3 separate regions of the Sus scrofa genome follow, and all the other regions are linked to region 3. Evidence: chromatin contacts called from public Hi-C data. All regions are on one chromosome and are shown on one strand. The core of a region is the stretch at or near the end of the contact, and the rest is flanking DNA. Distances in the headings are between cores, read along the strand shown. Region 1 holds the start of PLXNB1 (plexin-B1). Region 2 holds the start of SLC26A6 (solute carrier family 26 member 6). Region 3 holds the start of PFKFB4 (6-phosphofructo-2-kinase/fructose-2,6-bisphosphatase 4).

Evidence for each region. A called contact is a pair of places that touch in the nucleus more often than the background predicts.
Region 1: a contact with region 3 is called in a Hi-C map of liver, with 4 times the contacts expected there. The contact joins the promoter of PLXNB1 here to the promoter of PFKFB4 in region 3. A contact is called at or near these places in 2 of 5 promoter capture datasets (fetal skeletal muscle and liver), 3 of 47 Hi-C or Micro-C datasets (embryonic fibroblasts, heart right ventricle and liver) and 2 of 2 datasets of contacts at active chromatin or transcription factors (alveolar macrophages and skeletal muscle).
Region 2: a contact with region 3 is called in a Hi-C map of skeletal muscle, with 4 times the contacts expected there. The contact joins the promoter of SLC26A6 here to the promoter of PFKFB4 in region 3. A contact is called at or near these places in 4 of 47 Hi-C or Micro-C datasets (blood, liver and skeletal muscle) and 1 of 2 datasets of contacts at active chromatin or transcription factors (alveolar macrophages).

The regions. Positions count from the first base shown.
Region 1 is chr13:31,138,442-31,141,539 of Sscrofa11.1, forward strand. PLXNB1 (plexin-B1) reads right to left here and starts at 1,692. Exons shown (of 39, transcript XM_021070624.1): 1 at 1,566-1,692.
Region 2 is chr13:31,328,941-31,332,211 of Sscrofa11.1, forward strand. SLC26A6 (solute carrier family 26 member 6) reads right to left here and starts at 1,605. Exons shown (of 21, transcript NM_001012298.2): 1 at 1,583-1,605. The coding sequence starts at 1,605. CELSR3 (cadherin EGF LAG seven-pass G-type receptor 3) reads right to left here. Exons shown (of 36, transcript XM_021070639.1): 36 at 2,623-3,271.
Region 3 is chr13:31,258,483-31,261,740 of Sscrofa11.1, forward strand. PFKFB4 (6-phosphofructo-2-kinase/fructose-2,6-bisphosphatase 4) reads right to left here and starts at 1,303. Exons shown (of 14, transcript XM_005669518.3): 1 at 1,190-1,303. The coding sequence starts at 1,253. It overlaps UCN2 (urocortin-2), which reads right to left. Exons shown (of 1, transcript XM_021070636.1): 1 at 2,714-3,258. The coding sequence starts at 3,055. The coding sequence ends at 2,714.

The DNA.
Region 1 (3,098 bases), core at 442-2,941, 120 kb before region 3:
CTCAGATTTCCCATCTAGAGGACTTTCTCTGACCATTAAATGTGATATGGCATGTGCCTGGCATGAGTACACCAACCGAGGCCACTCTTTTCCCTGATCCATGCTCCCACTCTGGACTTCAAGCTCCTTGAAGGCAGAGAAAGTGACTTTTTTACTTTTTTTTTTTTTGTCTTTTTAGGGTCACACCCGTAGCATATGGAGGTTCCCAGGATAGGGGTCAAATCAGCCACAGCCACAGCAACTAGGGATCTGAGCCTCGTCTGTGACCTACACCACAGCTCACAACAATGCCAGATCCTCAGCCCACTGAGCAAGGCTAGGGATTGAACCTGCGTCTTCATGGATACTAACTGGGTTTGTTAACCACTGAGCCACAACGGGAACTCCAGAGAATGTGACTTTTGATTCAGAGGCCTGAGTAATCAGGACAGACGTTCGCAAAGAACAGGTACTCCTTGCATTTTGAAAGGAAGCCAAGAAAACCCAGCCAGGAGGGGAGATATGGGGCCCGCAACCCTCTCCAAGCCACCTGGCTTCTCAAAGGACAAGGTGTCAGCCCCACATTTAATAAGGACCAGGCCAGAGCAGACTGAAAAGGCTGGTTTGGAAGTCAGGCCTCAAGTTCCCTACTTGCATAGCTAGGATCACTTGCCCACTCTCCAGATCTCAAGTCGCAGCTAGAGTTATAGCCAAAGCCTGGTTCTTCTGGGCCCAACTTCCTCTGGAAGGCTTCAGCACGCCTCAAGGCTGCCTCACTTCATCTGCAAAGAGCAAGCACCTCTCTTGGCTCTGCCGGGGCTGTCCTCACCAACTGAAGGGGTTTAGACTGCCCTTCACACAGAGAGAGAGGGTTCACAGCCCAGCTCTCATTTACCCAGTGGCAGGGAGTCTAGGACACTGGCCTTTCCCTTCTGCCCTCCCACTCCATTCCCAGGGTCCATCTAAAAGTTACTCATTGACAGCACAGGAGTGCAGCGCTTGCCCTGTTGTCTGTGTTGAAGTGGGGGGAGCGGGGTTTGTCCACCATTTACCGGGCACCAGTGAGGACTCGAGTGATCAATCACCCATCACCTGCGTCTAGGGTGGGGGAGGGGGGACGCCCCCTGGGGGTGCGTGGCAGGGGAAAGCACAGTCTGCCTTTTGTCAGTCCCGCCCAGCACAGCCTGGAAGGGCTGTTACTACAGGGGGGAAGCCTCGACCTTCCCATCGACTCTTCCCTGACCCTCCTCCCTCCTCCCCAGCCGGGGCAAGGACCCCACCAGTGGTCCTGGGAGGGCGGGGAAGAGGCCGGCCGGTCCCTAGCTGAGGCAGCGGCGGCGGCAGCGAGGAGGGGGCGCGGAGGAGCAGCTCCACCTCCTCTGTCTCCCAATCGCGTTACAGGCGGAGCCGCCAGAGTTTCCCTTCGCACAGAGAAGTGTGGTCCCAACTCTCAGGACCGAAGCGCCCACCACTCACCTGGGCTGCCCGGGGCCAGCAGCATGGAGGCCCAACCAAGGTCCTTCTATCCCAAGGGCGCGCTGCCTCGCCCCAGCCCCACCACCCCGGCCCTGGGGCCCCACACTCACCACCCGGCCAGGCCCAGCGGAACGAGCACGCCACGCCGAGGCGGGCGCCGGCCACTCCCGACTAGGGATCTGCGCAGGGTAGCGTCTGCGGCCCCCCCTCGCCCGCCCCCCGGAGGTGGGTCTGGCGAAGCCGCAGCTGTTACCCGGAGACCGAGGGGCAGAAAACTGCGCCCGCCGCCCGCCCCTCCCGCTGCGGCTCTGCCACGGCCGGGAACAAAGGAGACAAAGCCGCGTCGGCCGGGCCCGGCTCCGCTCCTTCCCCCCCTTCGCCCGCCCGGCCGCCCTCCCCCCGCCCGCCGCCCAAGCCAGGCCGGAAGCAGCCAGGAGAGCGGGGCGCGCGGTCGCAAGCGGCCCGGGACCCCGCATTCCAGTCCATCAGTCTTCGCACTTGCCCAGGGCGGAGGACTCGACCCCCTCCGTCGCGGGGGTTAGGGGGTGGCTGGCTGCACCGCGACGGTAGCCAGGGCAACGTGGAGGGCGGTGGGAGGAGGGTGAGGAGCAGAGCCCAGAGGGCGGCCAGCCACGCCCCGCCCGGCTCCGCTCCCGCCGGGCCTCACCTGAGAGGGGCACTGGAACCGAAATCGGGAGCCCTCCGGGGTGGGAGGGGCCGGACTGGGGGGTCCCGCTCTGAACCCTCAGGTGCGGTGGTTCAGCGCTCCAGCTCTACCTGCCTGGGCGCCGGGTGAGTCCCACGCCTCTCCTCTGGCCCGCCGGTTAACAAATCACCACCCCTGCGCTGCGGCGCCCGGAGCTCCCTCTTTCTCCTCCAATACCTGGCTCCTGTGGTTGTCCGCCTCCAATTTTCTTTACCTGAACTCCTAGGTGACTTGTTTTTCCCCACCGCACCAGGTCTTGCCCACTCCCAGGACTCCCAAACAGCCAACCTTTCCCTCCCGCCCCCACCTCTGGCTGTGCGGGAAGAGCGCGCAGTCTTTGGGGTTGGGCCTGGGTTTGCGCTATCACTAAGCCAAGTAATCTGACCCCTGCCCCCCAAACACACACGCCTATTTGCTCACCGCCAAGTGGAGGTGCTACCACACCTAGGCCGGCTGTTAGAGGAGGGCGCACCGCTGCAAAAGTGCACATGTAAGGGCACATTTCTTTCCTTTCCTCCCAGACTTGTACCTGGACCCACCCCAAGGTGAGAAGCCTTGGGCAAGTCTGAACTCCCTCACCAGCAAATATCCGGGCCTTCGGAGGGAGGAACATCTGGGTTCTCTCCTGAGGCCCAGGTGTGCCCTATGCCAGGCCCTTCACACCCCACCCTGCCCACTGCAAACTCAGGAGCCAGGACCTAGCCCATCTTTTTAAGACTTTTGAAGGACTCTGGCTGGAGGCCATGGAGACAGCCTCCTGGAAGGCAAATTTTTTCATATACAGACCTCCCTGGAAGACCCCATATCCTGCACAGGCTGGGGAAGCCTCAACCAGAAAGTTCAGGTCATCTGCACTGGCTATTGTCAAAAGAGCTAAACCACCAGCACCCTCTTCCCACCTGCTACCCATCCAGAGCCTGCCTTCACTCTCCTATTT
Region 2 (3,271 bases), core at 355-2,854, 71 kb after region 3:
GACAGCAGGATGAGCTCAAGCCACATTTCAGCCCAGGTGTGGCTGCCCAGCCCTGAGTGTTCACCAATCTAGGTTCTAGGCTGACTGCCCCTCCCAGCCCCCTCCCCCTAGCCTGGGCTCTTCCCCAGCCAATCCCAGTCCAGACTGTGTCCTTATCCAGCTCCCCCACGAGCCCAGTGCATGCTGTCTGAGAGCAAGAAAGGAATCCAGCAAACCAGGCAAGCCTCTATTCACAGGAGGAGGCTCTAAGAGAAGGAAAGTGTTGGGGCTAAGATAGCCCTTGGGCCTCCAGCTCAGGCCTAATCTGGGAAAGCCGGGGGATGCCTCTCACCTGGAGGGACATGTTCCCACCTGGAAAGGGAAGCTCCCATCAGAAGGGGGGACAGTCTCACCTAAGGGAAACTTTCATCTAAGAGGAAAATTTTTCACCAGCCTAGGTAAGTTTTGTACTGGGCAGAACCTCTGATCTGCCCAGTGGCAACCACCTGAATAAGGGGAAGGATCTCACTGGGGAATAGGAGATTTGGGGGGAGGGAGTTCTCACCTGGGAGGAAGCTGTCCCAGAAATAGTTGTGGTCTGGCAATAAGAGCTCTTAGAGGGGGAGCGCTTACCTGGGGGAAAGTTCTCACCTGCCAAAAAAGTTCTAATCTGGAAGGTATTCTCACCTAAGGGAAGATCTGATCTTGAGGAAGCTCCTACACATAATGGGAGAAAGCTCTCACCTGGGAAGGGATCTCCGGGGGCGGGAAGAATCTTACCCAGAGGGAGGCTCTGCCCTACTGGGAAAGCCTTCACCCCTGAGGAAAGTTCTGATCTGAGAGAAGCTCTTACCTAGGGTGAGCTTCCCACCCGAGGGGCAGAAACTCACCGGGAAAGAACTCTAACCTGATGTCCCGGCTAGAGGAAGGAGTGGTGGAGTGGGTGAGAGCACGATCCTCAGACTCTTGGCGAGTCGCGCCCGTCTCACAGAGATCTTTGAGCCCCCTCGCCCCTCCTCCGTGAGTCACTCGAGGTCTTAAAGGGCTCCTGCCCCCGCCACCACCAGCCCCCTTGCCCCCCCCCCCCCGCACCGGTGCTTGGAGGACCGGGCCTAGATACTTGGCCCCTCCCTCTGGGAGGGCCCTGCAACCAGAAGGGCCAGAGTGCTCATTCCCCGACCAGTTGCATCACTGGACTCAGGTCCCCGCTATGGGCATTCTTGTAGCCACGTCCCGGGCCCAACGTGCCGCCCCGGAGCACCTCCTAGGCCGGTACTCCTCCACACGCAGCTGCCTCCTGGTGGCAGCCAGCTAGCCCCTGGACAACGCTAGAGGGGCTTTCCGCACTGCCCGTAGGGGTTGGGGCCGCACCGGTTCCCACCCCATCCCTCGCTATGGTTGGGCAGGTGTCTGCAGAAAATCGCCAAAACAGTAAACCGAGGCGCGTCAGGCGGGAAGTGCCTGCTAGGGACTCGGCGATCCCTTCAGAGCTAACCCAAGCGGGGCGCCTGCTCGGGGGCCTAGGGGTGGTCCGCGCCTCGGACACCGGACACCTCGCGGACTCGGACACCGGGAACAGGGGCCGTGCCCTGTACTCACTCACCCAGGCGCTTCTGACAGCCCCATTGCGGGTGGGCGGCGGAGATGCAGCAGCTCCTAGGTCTCCGGCAAGAGGCCGCTACGGCCCAAAAGGCGGGGCCGGGACGGAGGCAAGGCCTGGGGCGCGCTCCCAGCAGCCAATCCTCAGGCGGGACGGGGAAGGCTTGGGCCAGTCAGCGTGCCGGGGCGGGGCCTAAGGGACAAGGTCGCGGCGCTGAGAAGCAGAAGGAGGGAGATTTAACCCCTTCCTTCCCGAGCGCCTTGGTTTGCGCTCCCCCTCGTGGCTCGCCTAGCTTGTCTCCCTGAGCTGTAGTTAACTAAAGGACAGGGACTAAGGATCCGAGCTGGCCCGGTACCTGCGGCCCTAGGTCCCAGAGTGGGACGGGACTAATACCAGGTCCTGGCTTCTTGCCCAGTGTCCTCGCAGGACGTCTAGGGGCGCGGCTGGGACGTCTAGGAGCCTTAGTTCTCCTTGAGTTATTCAGGTCCACGGGGCATGGCATGTCTCTGACACGGAAGGGGCTCAAAAGGCCTCCCTTTAACTCTGGACACGCGGACCTGAAAGGCTGCGAGGTTCCCCTCCCCGGCACAAAGCTCAGACCGGGAATCAGGCCTGAAGGCTTCTGCTTGATTTCTGGAGGAACGCGATGTCCTGGCAGCTTCAAGTCTGAAGGGTGACAGGAGTCAATACTGTCAATGGACTGAGGGCAGTTCCTAGGGTTCTTTTGAGGGCTAGGGCAAATGCCAGATCAGGGCTGCAGGCCCTGCAGACTTAGGAAGCCGTCAAGTTGCTGCCTTGAGAAGGCCTTATTCTCAGCACCCGCACTCAAACTTCAGGCCCAACCTCAAGGCGACCAGATAGAATATGGGATGAAAGCGTTAGGAATCTGGTCCAAATCTTCAGATGAAATGAGCTAAAAATAGCCAAATAGCCTTGGGGAAGTGGGGGGGGGGGCAGTGCTCAGATTTCTCCCAAAGGTCAGCCTGGTCTGAATCATAGTCATCCTGCTACCCACCCCACCCCCAAACAGAAAGAGGCAATAACCATTTTCTATAGAAGTTTATTCCCAAAACAGAGCGCGGCTTCACGGAACAATTTACACAGACAGGAAAAGGAGCCACTGGGCTGGAGGGGGGACCCCCAGACAGAGAGGGGCCTCTATAGAACCTAGGACATAGCAAGGACAATCCACTCTCCCCACAGCAGGCTCCTCAACCCTTCATGGGCTGAGGTCACTCTGGGTAAGGAGAGCTGGAGTCCTGGCTGGCGGGATTTGGCACCAGTCAGTAAAGCAGAACTTTTAATCTCCTTGGAGACTGCCTCCCAAGAGTATGAGTGAAGGAGGGAGGGGTCTGCATGTACCCTCCACAACCCTGCGCCACCACTGTTCCCAGTGGTAAAGGGATGCCTACTCTGGGGGCTTTCTGGGCTTGCTGTTCAACAGGGGACTCAGGGCTGACCTCTGGCCTGGGAGGGCTAGGGGTTAGAAACCCCTCAAGATGGCCAGGTTCAAGGTCCTCACAGGTGGATCCTTCAAGCCCCTCTCCCACTTTCTCTACCTTTCTCTTGTAAACAAAGGGAAAAAAACATTCTCAACTGTAAACAAAGTACAAAAGTTCAAAGTCTGAAATTGTAAACAAAGTTGAAAAATTTTTTAAATCTTGATGTGTAAACAAAGTAACAAAATTTAAA
Region 3 (3,258 bases), core at 53-2,552:
AGCCCTCCTGACCCAGGGGTGGGAAACGTGCTGGGATGTCAGTGTGTGCCGCTGTGTGAACACATCCTGCTCAGCTCTTCCCTGCTGAGAACACACCTGGCCTGGCCCTGGAGGGCTCCTGTGGTGCCCTCTGCACTGACCACTGGTCCTTTTCCCAGTGTCCTAGGACTAGGGTGGCCAGAGTCCTCAATCCTCAGTCCTCTATGCTCAAACTCTTCCCAGTCCCTGTATCTGCTGGCCCATCCTGGCCAAACCGCCAAACCACCCTTTGCAGCACTTAGGCCCAGGGACCTCAGTGCACACCACACAGACCCACACACCAGTGCATGAAAGCACAGTGTGCACACAGCCACGAGTGCACATACACACTAACAAGCCCTACACCCGGGGCCAACTGCGTGAGGCCTGCTGCTCTCTGCTGCCTCCCTTTCCCTTTATTCCCCTCCTCCCCTCTCCCTGTACTGCCACCAGAGGTTGGGGAGTTTCCAGGAGTCCCAGCTTCCTCTGGCCATCTCTAGCCAAGGATCTTCCTGAGTCTCCCTGTGTTCAGAGCTCACACAGGGTGTGAGGTTCCAACTTGGGGGTGACCAAGCAGCCCGTGGACCCTGATCTACGCTTGTTGATTTCAGCCAGACACTGGACACACAGTAGGGGCTCGGGGTGACTCAGGACCAGCCAGGGCCCACAGTAAGGGTTCAGAGAGGTTCATGACTGGAACAGAGCACACAGTAGGTGTTTAGGGCAGCTCAGGACCCACACAAGGCACACAGTAGGTGCTCTAGAAATGCTGGTTTAAGGGCTACAGTCACATCATATAAAAAGCTTCCCAAATGGGCCTCTGGAGCTCCCCAGACTGGCATGACCCCGGAGGGAAGACCTGGACAAACATGACCACTTGGAGGCCAGCAAAGGGCAGAGGAGGAGGCCCCCAGGCAGCTCCAGCTGGCTGGCCCTCTCCCTAGGCTGGAGGAAGAAGCTATTTATAGTCCCCCCACTTGGCCCAGCTCCCTCTCCCCTGTAAGGCAACAGTGTTCCCACTCCTCCATGCCACCAAGAGATTGATACTCCCTCAGAGCACCCCTATTCCTGGAGAGACCCCCAACACTCTCACACCCTTTCTAGCACCACCCTCACACCGCCCGGGTCTTTTCCCAGTCCTCCCACCCTCTCCACCGGGCTCCGAGCCTACCCCGCCTGCTGCTCCTTGACCCGAGTCCTGTCAGGGAGTTGCCTCCTTCCGTGCCTCGGTTCATCCTGCAACTGAACTGGCCTGGGCCACCGCCCCCTGCGGCTTGGAGTCGGGCAGCCCCGCCCCCCAGGCTCCGGAGAGGCAGCCTGCCCGCTGGCCCCGCCTCTCCAACCCCTCCTTGGGCCCCGCCTCCACCCCACCCCCCCGGGCTGCTTACAAACTGAGATCTCGTCAGTGCCCCGGCCAGGCAGCCTCACTTCCGACAGTAGTACCTCTCCAGCCAGAGCCGGGTGTCTGCCCTCTGCTCCAGCTGGAGTTGTCTACACTACCCAGACTATCTGCCCCATCTGCAGGCAAGCCTGTCTGCACTCTCCAGGTCAGTCCCATCTCCAGCCCAGCAATAGAGTTGGGATTGTGAGATCAGCCAAAACCCACCCTTTCCACACCAAGGGACGGGTCAGTGAAATTGGGGTGGGGGGAGTGGGCAGAGGGGCAGCGTAGCCAGCTATGACTCCACCCTTGTGTGTCACTGCCTGGTGATTCTTCTCTCTCCCATTCTCTGGTCTCTGCATTTATTGAGCTCTCTCTGCATGTCAGACTGCATCACTCAGTGCTCACAAGACACCTGGTGGCATTACTATGCTTTACAGAGGAGAAAACCAAGGCTTGGAAAGGTGAGTGTGTTTGCCCATTCGACAAAGAAGGGGCAGTTGGGTCAGGAGTCCCAGCAGCCTGAGCTCCTTCTCCTTTAGCCCTGTGTGTCGGGGTGGAGGCTGGGTATGCAGGGGTGTGGTAAGACAGTGCCTGTCTATGTGTTGAGCATGCTTCATGAAGGTTTGAAGGACAAGCACCTGTTCCTCCCAGCCCCCTCACACGCCCTCACCTTGCTCACACATACACACATATGCTCCCACACACAAAGCAAGGCTGCCACAGCCACAGACCTCACACATACGACCATCAATCCATGCTTAGAGATACCCCTGATGGCCCCACTTGTCTGGAGTGGGTGCTGCCTCATTGGGCACAAAAACATGCTTGTGACCCTCCACCAGCACTTCTCTGTGTGGTGACCAGTGAGGGGCAGGGAAGACCCGCGGGTCTAGTCTTGGGCAAGCTGGTCTCCAATGCAGCCATAGACTCTTGTGTTGAGGTTCTTGAAAGAGATATGTCAGTGACCACAAGTGATGTTGTCCAGATGCTCTGTGACTGTGGAACCCAGATGTGACGAGACCATGTGATAGTAACCTTCCATGATAGTGTCCAGGCTGTCCAGACATACTGTAAGTCTGTGGGGCTCCTAGGAAGGGCAAGGCTCCACTTGGTGACCTGACATGGCAACATCCAGGCTGTCCAGACACACTGCGACTCTGTGAAGCACTTTAGGTGATATGACACCACATGGCAGTGACCCCATGTGGTGGAGTCCAGATGCACCATGCCCAGATATAGTACCATCCAGCTCTGCCGCTCCGGGACTCCCCATCTCGGGTGGCTCCAGCATTGTGAGCCCCTCCCTCAGGCTCAGCGGCGACCGACATGGGCCAGGATGCGGGCGTTGGCAGCAGCCTGCTCCCTCACAGCCCTGGCCCGGGCCTGCTCCAGTAAGATCTGCAGGAGGCCGAGAGGGACATCCAGCGAGAGGGTGATGCGGGAGCCAGGGTGGGGGCCAGGGCTGGGGTGCCCCCAAGTTGCAGAGGGGCCTGTGGTGCTGGCTGATGGGCTCTCTGAGGTCACAGGGCAGGGAGTGACCTGGGGAAAGTTCTGAGGGAGGAGCTGAAAGCCTGGGAGTGGGTTTGCTGGGACAAGCAGGGTCCTGGCCAATGTCAGGATCATCAGCACCAGCAGAGCCCACCTGGTCATCATGTGGTCAGGCTGCGAGGAGAAAACGGACTCAGGGCAGGGGCTCTGGTCAGCTCTGACCAATGGACAGAGACAGATGGCAAATGCAGAGACAGAGAGGCTGCAAGGTAGAGATTAGAGAGGCTAGGGACAGAGAGAGACAGAGACAGAGATGAAGGGACAAGAAGAAAGCCTGAATGAACCAAGAAAACTGAGACAGAGGCACA